Regions from separate parts of the Mus musculus genome. Here regions 1 and 2 are each linked to region 3. The links are chromatin contacts, called in public HiChIP or PLAC-seq maps. All regions are on one chromosome and are shown on one strand. Each heading gives the region's core, a stretch centred on a gene start, on an enhancer-like site or on the middle of the called end of the contact. The rest is flanking DNA. Distances are from core to core; before and after follow the strand shown. Region 1 has its middle 110 kb from the start of Gm22284. Region 2 has its middle 210 kb from the start of Gm12159. Region 3 has its middle 25 kb from the start of Gm51859.

Region 1 (4,836 bases), core at 1,458-3,957, 470 kb after region 3:
GCCATAGACCAGTGTAAGACGCGGGTCATTAAAAAGTAGTTATTTTCAGAGAAGGGGACTTGTTACAGTTGGGACAGACAGAGTTACATGTGCAGGCAGCTGTTCCACTTCTTCATTTGTGGAGTGACTGTAATGTTATTTACTATCTACCAATTCAACAAGCTGCACACTGGCTTTGTTTTTCTAGATGTCTAATTTCAGGGATGTGTGTTGAAAACTTTAATTACGGTGATAATTCACTTGCTTTGCGCATGAAGTTACTGTTCGGACACGACTAAGATGCAGTCCCCTAAGCAAAGGCCTACGTTTCCTTCCCTTTTTGAAAGAACTGGGATATCATAACTAGCGCCTGTCCATGGTTCCTTGATTAGACACACAGCAGAACCCACTGAAGCCTCACTGAAAGGTCTGTGACTTGGTTAAGAGAAAAGGCAAACACTCCACATACTACACCATGATGCACTTCCTCCATGATGCCTCTCCCTGCCAGGGAGAGGCTTCAAGTCTCCAGTCCCAGGATGGGAAGCTTACTGCTTTATGTTCCCCAGTTTTATAGTCCAGGCTCTTCTGTTTGTATTTCTTATACTCTTTGGAAATGTCATACATGTATCCAATATATCTACCTCCCACTCCTTCCCTGCAACTCCCCTTGGCCTTCCCTCAACACAACTTCTTCGAAATTTTAGGTCCGTCTGTCTGTCTTTTCCTCTCTCTCTCTCTCTCTCTCTCTCTCTCTCTAACTAGTTCTGCCCATATGTGTGAGCAGCCTACCCATGGCTACAACCCCAAAGAAAGTTGACTCTCCCTCCCCCTGAATGTATCAGCAGCCAGCCATCTGCCCCTCGGCTGAGAATGGGGCCTCAGGAGCCCTCCCTGCCTCATTGCTCCACACTGGATTAACTGACTTAACCGTGCTCTTTTCCAGGGTCTGGCACCAACCAGCCTTCCCACCTTCCCCATTCCCTGCTTCTCAGATACTTCACTCCACCTAGCTGCTCTACTTTGGGACTTCAATTTTCTGTCCGTCTTTTCCTTACTTCCCTCTTCATGGCTCCTCTACTCAATTTTCCCCTTTCCTTTGCCTCAGTACTACTTCAGTTATCCTTTAAGATACAGCTCTGTCCCCACACTCTAAAGTAATGCTTTCTTAGTCAGCCCCATTTTCCTTTATGTGCATTTCAAGATTGTCCAATACCACTATTAGACACTTGGTGTATCTCACTTGTAAGAGCATTTATTATTATTATTTTTTTTAGGGTCATCTGCCAATTTGTTTTGTATTAAGTCTGAGGCTATAACTGGTCCATTGTACATTTTTAAAGAATGCCGTCTGTGATGCTTTTTAGATGGGTAGTGGATAAGTGACTGGGTGAGTGGGGTGGATAGGTAGCTGAACTGGTAGTGGGTAGGCGTGTATGAACAGGTGAATGGACAGATTGGTGGATGGATAGATGGAAGAGTGGATGGGTGGATGGATAGATAGGTGGGTGGGTGAGCAGGGTGGACAGGTGGGTACATAGGTAGATAAACTGGTAGCCGAGTGGATAGGTGAATGTATGAATAGATGGATGGATGGATGGATGGATGGATGGATGGATGGATGGATGGATGGATAGGTGGGTGAGTGGGTGGGTAGGTAGGTGGTTAGACACATGGATAGGTTGCTGGATGGATAAATGGATGAATGGATGGTTAGAAGGGTGGATGGGTAGATGGATAGGTGGGTGGTCAGTAGATGATTTGAAGAACAAACCGAATGATACTATGTTGGAAAGCATCGGCAAGTACTGACAAATGTGGCCTGTTTATAGTCAATGGAAATAGAATGATGATTCCCCACTTGGGCAATGGCAAAGGAGTCACTGCAAAGGAGTCACTGGTCAGCTATTAACACTTACACATTGGGTGCTTGGATGCCCAGATGCTAAAATGAAAGTGGAGGTCTCAGAGCATGAGAATAGCTGTGATAAATCTTTCAAAACTCCAGCTTCACTCACGCCAGGACACTTAAGCAGGCCACCCATTGAAAGTTTGAAACCTCATGCAGACATTTTAAGAATAAATATACTATATGCTTTATACATTTTACGAAGATTTATGATCAGAATTACTAATGGCAAGTTCGGTGGCAGACAGGAGCAGTTGGATAAAAGACCTTTAGAATCTAAAATCTAGGTATGTAGTAGGTGCCAAGAAAAATATAAGGTCCTATCCCTGAGCTGTACAGGTGACATCTGTACAAAGAACAAAGAGTAAAGTCCTTGATACGTGTCAACTATTTCAGAGCACTCCCAAAGTACAAGGAACAGCTCAGATCACCATGCCAATAAAGTGACATGGGCCGTCTCTGAGTCCCTTTCTTAAGTAGTCATTGGCCCACATCCTTCTGAAGAAAAGCTTCAGGAACAGGTGTGCAAGAAGCAAACAGATTGGAAAGTTTGAGCTCAACTGTCAGTGGAACAATATTAGAGGTTTAAAAAAAAAAATTTGCACGGGGCTCTCCCCTGCAGGAAAGCAGGGAGTGGTCTCCTATGTCAGGAGGAACGTTAAAGCAGCCATCACATATGGCTGTGTATTTAGCTGGGTTGTTATCCCTGTTTTACTGATGACACAAGCCAAGATTCAGAGAGATAAGGAGAGCTGGCCAAGGGCAGGAGAGATGGTTTAGCAGTTTAGAGCACTGGGTGATCTTCCAGATGACCTGGGTTTGACTCCCAGCACCCACGGAGCAGCTCACTACCGCCCTCTTCTGGCTCCTCAAGCATCATGTACACAAGTGGTACAGAAAAATATACATGGAGGCAAAACCAGCAGACGCATAAAAAAAAAATTGTTCACATTTTTAAAAACCATGTTTGAAAAGAAATAATTGCCCAAGACCACAGAGCCAATCAGCATCAGAAGTAGGAGTTCAACCGATGTTGGTTTTCTCCTAAATGCCAGCACATTGTACCACAAGGCAGAACTCATAGCACATGTCAGTGAAGTCACCTACCTCATTATCATCCCATTTCATGGATGAAGAAACTGAGTCCATTCAAGATAAACCAGTCCATCCAAGAGCTCATTGTCAATTTGTGACAGGCTCTTCAGTATGGGGTAAAGCATTCTCATCCTTTATATCTATTCAGAATTCTAGACAGAGGATGGAAGGGGACTTCCAAAAGCTCTAGTGTCTGGGAACCACAAAGCTCTGATACCTAAAGGGGCAAAGCTAGATTCCTGAGTCGAGAGAGAGCTTTATTGAGCTGTGGCTGTAGTATAGAGAAACCCTTCCCTTTAGTAGAGAAAGCCACCAGCCCACCTACAACCTGGCAGGGGAGGAGGGGACCACGCACTCTCCTCAAGCTCACTCGCGCACAGTGCCTCCCATCCTCTGAATGCACCAAGAGGCAGGAAGGAAGGGGTTCCCATACTGACATTTCCAAGGTCCCAGAACACGACAGAAGGAGGAGAAAGGGATACAGAGGCAGGAGGCACACCACTCTGATATTCAGGGATGCTCTCTGCATCTCCCACCATGAGAAATCTAAGCTCTTAACAAACACTTCATGAAAGCTAATGCTGGACCAGGAAAACTTAACACTGAGAAACTCAGAGCTTCTTCCAGCAGAGAAAAGGATCTCTTCATCCCCATAGCAGACAGGCCTCCTGTCCTAATGTGGTCAGCCCTCCCCTGTATAGTGAGAAGAAGCCCTGTTCTAGCCACCTGGAGAACCACAGCTTCTCTTGAGACTTTTTGGCTCCAGAAGACAAGTCAGTGCTGGTCTTTTCAGGAATGGAGGCTGGTGTTTCCTAGTTCTTAGTAGTAAATGCCACGTTCTAAATAAAGACAATCCCAGATGAAAATGATTTAAACATCCCAGTAAGATACATCCCTCTTCTGTATACCCTTGATGTATACACATACACACATGTGCATGTGCACACACATACACATTTACACACATACACTTAGATACATGTATGCATATGCATATCTACATAGACACATTCATACTTGCATGCACACACACACACACACACACACACACACACACACACACACACACACTTACCATATATGCACACATGCTCATCCATTCTCACTTAGGAATGAGGTTTCTGGAATGCAGAAAACCTGCTTTCCAGGTTTGCCTAAAGTTTCACCCTCAACTTCCACAGATCGCCCAAACCCCCAGCTGATTTGCTCATATTTCCTCGTTTAAATCAACAGTCTGATTTTATCAACAATGCTCTGCGGAGGTTTATTTCTTCAAACAGACTGTGCTCCTCGTTGCTATAAAGTTAATTTTCTGTTCTTTGTTCACTTCCCTAATCTTCAAATTATATCCTCCTGTTCCCTGATTGCTTACTATTGGAAAAACAGCCCTTTTTTTGCTTCCAGTTTGAATATTTCAAGCCTTATCTTGATGACCCTAATCGCTCTCTCCCCTCGATGGCCTCTCAGGGAGGCAGTAAGTAACTAGCAAGGGTGTGGAACATCACAGGAACAGACAGGGCTCTGGGGCCAGGGCCAGGCTTCTGTGAGGACCACATTCTGCTTTCCCCCTTTCCTGTTTCTTGGAGTGTGGGAAGAGGCTGGCTTTGCTGCAGAGAGGATTAGAAATTCTGGGATCTGCTCCATGCTCTCAGAGAGTCTTAGTGGGAAGACAGAACTGAAGCTTGCAGAATCATGGACAAACGCTTCCGAGGTGGAACGACCTCTGCCTACGCTGCAGAAGAGATTTGATTTGATGATGCTGTTGAGAAACGGCCTAAGGAGGCCAGGCGGAGGAAACTTGACACTTGAGACTCAAAAACTCTGGGAATAGGGAAGGAGCAAAATGGAATCAG
Region 2 (4,808 bases), core at 2,119-4,618, 260 kb after region 3:
CTATAATCAACCTGTCCATTTAAAGCAATGGGTTTTTTGGAACCTTCTACATAATAGCTGCTATTAAACTCATGATGCATCTTAAAGTCAAGGTGCTCTAAGAGTTAGGGAAGCATGGGAAGTGTGAGTCTTCTGGCTCATAACTTTGTCAAACGGTAACAATTTCATCTTTTTATGTAAAAATTGCTATTAGGCACCATTTCCCTAATTGTTCTGTTTTTCTCTCACTTTCATTTGGAAGATGACAATGTCATCACTTCACCAGGTAATTCCCCAATCCCACCCTGTTATCTGATATCAAGCCTAAATCATCTCTCCCTGGATTAACTCATTATTCCAATTAAAGCCCTTGATGGATGTCAAAGACATGCCCTTATTTGTGACAGAGACGTAAAAAATGTGTTGCTTTAATTATTTCTATAAATCAGTTTCTCGACTCCATTTCCTTAATTATGTGCTGGTTTTCCTCTGGAATAACTCCAGTGTCTGGGTCTTTATTTTTTTTTTTTTTTAAGACTGAAGTCTAGAAAACCTGGCTTTACACTTTCATGATAGTTCTTGGCAAACAGTTCCATGTGAGTCCTTTAACCTGGCTAGATGACACAGCAATGGACTGAACTAACTGGAGATTCACTCAGCAGGCCTATTGAAGAAAGCATTCACTTCTCCATAAACATGGGCTGTGTAGAATTAGTCTTGCACAGATAAGTAACGTCTTAGATTTCTTCTCTAATGATTTTTCTCTTATTATTTTTTAAATTTTGAAGTTATTTTTTTCTTCTTACTGAGAATGTATAGGATGTACATGTAGTATGTGTGTGGGGGTTTGTTCATGTGTGTGTTTGTATGTGTGCAGGTGTACATGTGTCATGGAACATATATAGAGATCAGAGGTGGTGTTATTGTAACAGCATCCTCCCTTCCCCAGGCACAGTACAAGTTCAAGTGCAGTACAATACTACCACTGTACATATTGTTAGAGAAGTTAGTAGTAGCTTATGCTTAAGTAAATATTTAGGCAGACCATAGGGATCAATGATTCCCTATGATTCTGTAGATTTTATTCCTAGGCTCAAAATCATACCAAGTCCTAGACCAGCATCTGGAATATCTTGTAAGCTAGTAGTCAACACTCACACTATGTATCTGTCATGACTTTGAAAACTCTTAAGCCCCATTATGTACTCAACACATGTATGTACTTTGCTATACACATGTTCACCTCTGCACACACATGAACACACACTATGGAAGCAAACCCACAGAATGCATTCCTAGATGAGTTGAGCTCTGTAATTTTCCCTGATGGATACAGAACAAATAAAACAAAGGATGTGTTCATCATCTGCCTTGCTAAGAGCATAGTTCACTGTCATTCCCTCTGACAGCATAAATGGGAGAGATTTACCCGGAACCACTTGCATGGCCTTCTGATAATCTAATTCTAAAACTGGCTAAGCTGGGACACTGAACCCTGTGATATACATCTGCAAACCCATGGTTTCCGAGACTGAAAAATAGGATTGTAAGATAGAAGGCAGCCTGAAATACAGACAAAGATACTACCTTGGGGGGAAACAAAGAAAGAATGAACTGGTTTATACAGTAAAGTTTTTCTAGTCTGCCCTTCACATCTCTTTCTCTTTGAGGTTGAGGTAATCTTTCCTTTGGGCCCAGTTCTCTTGCTGAGGCCTTGGCTTGCCTCGGCTGAATAATCACCATGATTTTGAAGTTGAGAATCCCCATTTCCCTATCCTCTGGGTTCATCTCAGATCAAATTTTTGCTTGCTAGTTGGAGAAATAACTGGAGAGAAACTGAGCGGGCCCAGTACCAATGCCTTTAATCTTCTCGGAGGGAGGCACACCACTCTGACCTGCTGATTCGTACAGTGTGTGTTACACTCAAATTACTCAAGAATTCCCTTGCTGGCCTTTTGTCGATAGTCCTTTTTTGCAAGGTCTTCATTACTTTCTAATTGACCAAATTTATTTTCTTCATCTCTCTCATTAAGGACGGGTTTAGAAGTAACCTCGATTGTGCAGACTTCCTAATGGCTTACTTCCTCTATGATTGCCCTCATTTTTAAAGAGGACTCTCCAGTCTACCCTAAGCCTATACCTTACAATCCAGCGATCCATCTACCTATTTAAGGGCAATGGGAGTCTAGAAAGTCTGCAGTAACTGATTGTATATTGTTATGTCCTTGGGTATGATATGGTTATACCTGCCAACACTGGTCACACACACACACACACACACACAATAGCACTATGTAGAGCTTTCATGATGGTTAGTTCAGCAGGAACTCAGTTTCAATGTATCCTGAGCATCTTTCCCAAATGTAAACTTCTGCGTTCATCTTTTGTCTTTCTTGATTAGTGAAGCCAAAACTCTAATGAGACAAGAAAATCTTCTTATTGCTACAATGGGTTGGTGTAGAATAAACTATATCCCACAGAGACCTGGATGTTCTGGCCCTTACCAGTGCAAATTCCTGCTGAAGATTCAATAGAACTACAAAGTGACACTACCCAGAATACCTGAAGTGTAGATCTTCTCCCTTCTCTCTTCCTCCATCTGTTCTCCTCCCCTGCCTCTATCTATCTCTATCCTTGTCTCTCTTTCTATATGTGTGTATGTGCATTCATGTATATGTGTGTATGTGCATTTGTGTGTGTGTGTATGTATGTATCTGTGGTTTGTTCTCTTGAAACCAGAAGATCCAAAGCAGATAGCAGCACATGGATACATACAGAGAAAGGACAGAGACAGACAGAGAGAGGCAGGGGAGAAGAAGGGATGAAGGGAGGGAGAAAGGGGAAGATCTATACTTCAGATATTCCAGGCAGTGTAACTTTGTAATCTTCTGCTTTTTAAATCCCATATACCATGAAAGTTGAGTTGCTCAAATTCTGGATCTCTCTCTCTCTCTCTCTCTCTCTCTCTCTCTCTGTCTCTCTCTCTCTCTGTCTCTTTCTCTGTCTCTGTCTCTCTGTCTCTGTCTCTCTGTCTCTGTTTCTCTCTCTCTCTCTCTCTCTCCCTCTCTCTCTCTCTCTCTCTCTCCCAGGTATTTACTGCAGGAATCTCAAGATCTTCCTTTCATAAAATGAGTCATAACTACCCAGCCTGCTCCACCAGACTTAAAATGCTAAGCACTGTGAAGAAAGAAAGATCCCCTCGCCATAGCTCTCTCATGGGGACCTCAGGATCTAATGCAAATAAATGTCTTGTCCCATTTGGGCTTGTGTCATGATAGCTTCTCTGACTAGACACGCCTTACATGTGCACGCCTTACATGTTCTTCCCCGACATTAAAGCTAGTGGCTTTAAAGTTAATGCCTATTTCTGTATCAGCCTTGGAGACGTTGCCCACACCTGGTTGACTCTTTTAACTGTCTACTTGGCAGGCCGGCTTGGCCCAACAACCACAGTGAGGGTGGGGGTGATCTTCACAGAATAAAATCCTTTTCCTGTTTTTCCTGGCTTGGCCAGTCAAGCAGATTGAAAGAAGTTGCATGTGCTTTTAAAAAATGAAACCCTTCTTGGCACTTTGACAAGTGGTTTGATGAGATCTAACTAGTATTTACAGAACTTGAGTTTGACACAAATTGAGGGTTAAATTTTCTCTCATTTACTGGCACCATCGACTTTGCATTTATAGCCCATAGGACCTGAGAGAGCAATACTGACTGTCAGTCTGTCATTTCCCCATCTCCAGCTTGAGAGTCCAACTAGATGCTTCTCTTACTCAGTTCTTCACATCAAGAGCTTTGAGTCTTGTAGGATCCACATACTGCTTACCCTGCTCTGCTCTGCACTAGCGAGATGGCCTCTGGTTACCACCTCACTTTCCTTGTGCCTCAGCTCGTGACTCTGAAATAGGAACATTAGTGAACTAAGTGATAGGTAAGAAGTAGCAAGAATGATTCACAAAATACCACAGTGATCAATGGATGGTAAGGATGACTAATGAATGTTTCCAGGGGATTCTATGAATTGAGCACTGTGGAAGAACAGGGAATCAGGGCTCATACCTAAATCCCAGCATTCATGGAGCTGAGGCAGGAAGTTTACCACACATTCATAGTCAGCTCAGACTACATAGGAAGTTCCAGACCAGCCTGAACTACAGTTTGGGAGACTATCTCCAAAAATAATTGTATTGCTTTTTAGGTTTCTGCAGTAAAACACCCAACATAAAATTGGGGGTGTGTTTCAGTTCATAATTCTGAGGGAATCTGTTAATGACAGGAAGGCATGGGACAAGAGTATGTGGAAGACAGCCACACTGTGTTCAGTCATGAAGCAACAAGACACGAACACAGCTGCCCACTCCACTTTCTGTCCCCAGCCTGAGGGGACAATGCCTCTACATTTGGTTGGCCTCAGTAAAACTTTTGTGAAGAAACCTTCACAGACATACCCATGTGACTTTAATCCCAGTCAAGCTAACAATGAAAATTAACTATCATACTGTCCTATATGAAATTGCCATACTCAGAGACATTTATTATTATCCATATAGAATCCATAAACAAATCAGATATAGCTTTCTCATGAGTGAGCACACTTACAAGTACAAAAATTATCAAGGTAACAGCATACGATCAATTAACTTATATTCTAAATAAAACAATAAGACAAAACACAAATAGGTATGTGTATTGGGGAGTTTGTGAGAGGCCTATCAAGTGCTATGGAATAACTGAAGGACAGATTCCATGTCTGGGACTGGTAGCCCATGCCCCTACAAGAGAACTAGCCTACCTTAGAGACTCTATAAGGGAAGTAAATCACACATTCGGAC
Region 3 (4,462 bases), core at 280-2,779:
GGCCCAATGAAAGCTACTTCATAGGCAGTACTGAGTCCCTCCCTTCCCACTAAGTCCGAACTTGCCTTAAAGCCTCTATGATTAGGAATGTCTGTGGGGGAGAAAATAGGGTATTCTAAGAGTTAACGCCTTTAAATGTTACTAATGTGGATGAATGTTCTATTATGTAGCCACCTCCTCCAAACTGAGACGAGTTCCTGGAGGTGGGGGAGGGGTGCTCAGAAGACTTAAGAGGCTGAAGAAACTTAGAAGGTTCTGGAACAACCTGGAAGTACTGCTTTACAAACTATCGAAGCCACCTCTCGGTATAGATGATGAGCTGAGTTAGGCTGCGGAGATAAGGGAAGTGTGTAAGATTGCTCACCTCTCCTGCATATTTTTTTAACACTGTCCTTGTATTGGAGTCCCAATACATTGACTCACAAAGCGAGATAAACAAATACAAATTGGCATGCTTGGGAATTGTATGTGGCCCAGTGGACCAAGGGAAATGATTCTTTTACATTAGCCAGCTGTGCTTTGGAATAATACACAGACCTCTGTGAATCATTTCATGGTTTATAAAACGAAATTCTGTTTGCAATTGGCAAGTTAGGGAAATAAGGGCCGGTGCTTGTTTTCACTCTCTATTTCTTCCGTTTGTCCAGAGACTCACAACTGGAAACTTTGGGGTCCCCTTGGGGACCCATTAAGCAGACCAAGATCCTGTTTTTGATTGTCACAGAGAAATGAGGCACAGAGCCACAGGCTGTTACTGGCCTCGCAGAATAAGGGGTGGGGAGGGGTGTCTTGGTGTTTCCATCCTCACAGCAGGTACTTAAGAAGGTTGTCAGACTCCAAAGGTGCCTAAGGAAGTGGGTGCAAACTCCCTGGGCCATGCACCTTTTTGGATACCCAGAGAATGCCAAGACGACATAGAAGAAGAGCTTCAGTTTTAGTGAGCTAACAACACTCTATCACTGTGGAACATGGACCTACATTCTCATTGTGTATTGTGCATGTGCGCGCGTGCGTGCGTGCGTGCGTGCGTGCGTGCGTGCGTGTGTGTGTGTGTGGTGGAGTATTGGGAGTGACATTCATATTTTGCTTAATTCTATTTGAGTGCTTGTGTTTAGAGAGGGCAAAACCTTGAGCTCCTATCAGAGTCACTGGACCATCTGGAGGATTTAAGGCAGCAAACATAGGGAGTCCATCTTCAGGGTTGCTGAGGAAATTCAAGGGTAAAGCCCGAGAGCTTTGCATTTTTAATCAGTTACCAGACAGTGCTCTGAGGCTGCTGTCTTAAGGACCACATTTAAAAAAAAAAAAAATGCCACTCGCTGCAACTTCCAGCCCAGTTGGATTCAGCAAACACGGGATTCATTAAAAACATTAATAGGGGTAGCTGCCCAGGCCTCAGCTGTATAGTCCCCTTTGGCTTGGAGATCTCCAGAAACTTTCTTTGCTGCCCCACTCGAACCCCAAGCTAAATATATCAGGCTCCCAGGCCGTTGCTTATACTCACATCACGGGCTCATCTGCTTCCTTCTGGGACCACTCCCTCCCTTGAGGGAATTCTCCTTAGTGTTGCACTTGGCACATCACAGGGTGTTTTAAGCAAAATCACCAACATTTGGTAAATGAATGAGTAACAGGTTCAGAATAGACCTCTGATCCGGAACATATTGCCAACAACTAGGGTAGTCACCTAGAATGAAATCCTCTGTCTATTGACTGACACATGATAACACCAGGCCACTGGTGATTACCCAGCATTCTGCTTTGTACTCTCTCTCTCTCTCTCTCTCTCTCTCTCTCTCTCTCTCTCTCTCTCTCTCTCTCTCTCTGTGTGTGTGTGTGTGTGTGTAGGCCAGAGGTCACCCCCAGCTGTTGTTCCCTAGGAGTCAACCACCTTGTATTTTGTTTAAAGCCATGATCTTTTACTTGGCTCTGGCTCATGGATTAGGCTATGCTGTTTGGCCAGCAGGTCCCAGAAACTTACCTGTTTCTACCTCACCAGTGTAAGCACATGCCACCATGCCTGGAATTTTCTGGGAATCAAATTTAGGTCCTCATGCTTGTGTGGAAAGTGCTTTGTCAACACTGTGGTTCGTGGCAAGTGGCTTCTCCCAACCCACTAATTGCTTTTTTTTTATTAAAAAAATATACATTTCATGTTATTCCTTATAAAATTCTTATCTACATTTAATATCTTACAGTTCTCTGTTTCAGACATCCACACTGTCACCCAGCACTTGCTGTCATAGTCATCTGGTTCTTTTCTAGTGTAGCATTACTCCTCCCTATAGCTCAGAACACCACCTAACTAGAAGCTGTTTGTGTAGCCCACGCAGTGGCAAGCACAGCACCATTACAGTCTGGTGATAGGTGTGGTACTAAGCACCACAAAAACACATTGAGTACCAATTCCATTCAGAAATTATACACAACCCTTTCAACAAAACATTTCCTGTTCTGGGACGGCTGGTCGAGATGATACAGGCACTAGTACAACAAATCAAATCTATTAGGTAGTGAAACCACGATCCCCATAGACCTTCAGGCTCTGGAGGGGTCCATTCAACCTCCATGCCACCTTGCTGTACCTAGCAAGTCTCCATAGAAAGAGAGGGGCCCTGACATTAGTCATCAGAAAAGAGGCAAGAACTGAACACCAGGGGAATGGCTTTGAGACTTAACCATCACTTGCTCATTGCTGTAACAGGCCCTCTCTCTCTGATCCTTTCTCATCTCTCTGGGAGGCAAAGATGATACTCTTGGGATAAATATGATAAAGCCCAGAACGTCCCTGTTGAACCCAAACTGTTGACTTTCAAACACCACGAAGATGAGAAGGCATCAAAAGCCTGCTGCATGTTGGGAGTGACACATTTCCTCACTGTGCTAAACAGTTATTGATAGATCTACATTAGAGCCAATCGTACTGAACAGTTTGTAGTAGCAGTGGTACCCATGGAGCAGCATTGAATGTCACCAGCAGAGAGTGTCAATGGATGAGCAACAGCAGCAGCTCTCACACATCGGGCACTTGTCCCATGCCAGGCCTCTGCTAAGTACTAATGACTTTCAATCCATTCTCTCATAGGTCCTTTGATGCTCCAGGGAGTAAGCTACTGTGACTACTCCTCTTTCCTGGAAGAGGAAACTGAGATTTAGGCTGGTTACATGGCTTGTCTCCTAGGCAACACAGGGTAGGATTGGCTTGAATGCCAGAATGCTTGACCCATTTTGAAGACACAACCCTATCTTGAAGCTATTTCTTTTATTCATGTTTCATTTTCTCTGACAAGATGTCGAGATGGAATCCAGGGGGGCTCTGCCAGGGCTATTGAGGATGGTGGCCATTTCTGAGGAGGAAATACAAGCCATCCCTCCTAGCAGCCACAGGAAATTTTGTAGGAAGAACTCAGCTCCATTGGAAAAGGTGAAGACAAGTCATAGAAACTCAGCTCCATACTTATAGAAGGTCTATCCTGAACAGTTTCTAGTAGCCATGGCACCACGGAGCAGAATTGAATGTTACCAGCAAGGACTGGTAATGGATGATGAAGTGGGTAAAAACATCTACATTCTAACATGACACATTTTTATTCCAAAGTACCTACCATACATGCATACACACATACTTGGTTTTTAAAGGGAGAGTGGTCGTAAATATACTTTTAAGAATCAGCACCATACATAACAGATATTAAATTTTGGACAACAGCTATGCTAGGCAGAGCTGCTTTCATTCCTGGTTTTGGTAGGAACCTGAGAGCAGCAGCCATGGTTGCTCTACCTCCGATTCCTTAGCTACTGTAAGGCAGGGCTGCAGACCCTAAGCTCTATCTTCATGACTCCCCCCCAACCCCGCCCCACCCCTGCTTTACTCATCTCTTTACTACCTTGTCTTTAGGCTTCTAATTAAAAAAAATGTAAAGATAGATAAAATATGAATACACTTGAAAATAAAAGATGCAAATATAGATACATGTAAGGAAATAAGAGTAAAAACATCAACATTCTAACATGACACATTTTCTATTTCAAAGTACCTATCATGCATGGATGCATACACACACACACACACACACACACACACACACACACACACACACACACACTTGGTTTTTAAAGAAAGAGGTGTCAAAAAGATACCTGTAGCCTACTTTCATCTTTCTTATCATATACTCTGCTCATGGTTTTATAGTCAAAGATTATTTTACACACAGTATTTTGATGGTCACTCTACTACATGGTTTCCATCTCTTCAAGGTAAACAGGCAGATCTGATCACATTTGTTCTCTGTCTACCAGGCCATCCCAGATTATGACAAAAAATAAATAAAAACAAAAACAAAATTAATGAAAACCAAAAACCAAACCAAACTAAACCAAGAACCTTCGAGCAGTCTGCCTTTCACAGGTGTCCACCGGTCCACATAGAGCAAATCCACCTCTTCCTTCTCACCCCGCTGCC

The links. HiChIP or PLAC-seq counts read pairs in DNA pulled down with a chosen protein or histone mark.
Region 1: a RAD21 HiChIP or PLAC-seq map of pro-B cells shows a contact between it and region 3, with 16 times the contacts expected there. The contact joins two enhancer-like sites. A contact is called at or near these places in 1 of 39 promoter capture datasets (the C10 cell line), 1 of 15 datasets of contacts at CTCF or cohesin (pro-B cells) and 1 of 484 Hi-C or Micro-C datasets (the C10 cell line).
Region 2: a contact with region 3 is called in a RAD21 HiChIP or PLAC-seq map of pro-B cells, with 4 times the contacts expected there. The contact joins two enhancer-like sites. A contact is called at or near these places in 2 of 15 datasets of contacts at CTCF or cohesin (large pre-B cells and pro-B cells).

What each region holds. Positions count from the first base shown.
Region 1 is chr11:45,531,149-45,535,984 of GRCm38.p6, forward strand. No RefSeq gene overlaps it. Among named protein-coding and RNA genes, the nearest start is that of Gm22284, 110 kb to the right of the region's middle. Within about 2 kb of position 2,708, at least 10 of the 459 cell types and tissues checked have an H3K27ac peak or open chromatin away from gene starts, as enhancers often do. A contact at or near this core is called in pro-B cells, where this site is marked.
Region 2 is chr11:45,320,488-45,325,295 of GRCm38.p6, forward strand. No RefSeq gene overlaps it. Among named protein-coding and RNA genes, the nearest start is that of Gm12159, 210 kb to the left of the region's middle. Within about 2 kb of position 3,369, at least 14 of the 459 cell types and tissues checked have an H3K27ac peak or open chromatin away from gene starts, as enhancers often do. A contact at or near this core is called in pro-B cells, where this site is marked.
Region 3 is chr11:45,061,287-45,065,748 of GRCm38.p6, forward strand. No RefSeq gene overlaps it. Among named protein-coding and RNA genes, the nearest start is that of Gm51859, 25 kb to the right of the region's middle. Within about 2 kb of position 1,530, at least 8 of the 459 cell types and tissues checked have an H3K27ac peak or open chromatin away from gene starts, as enhancers often do. A contact at or near this core is called in pro-B cells, where this site is marked.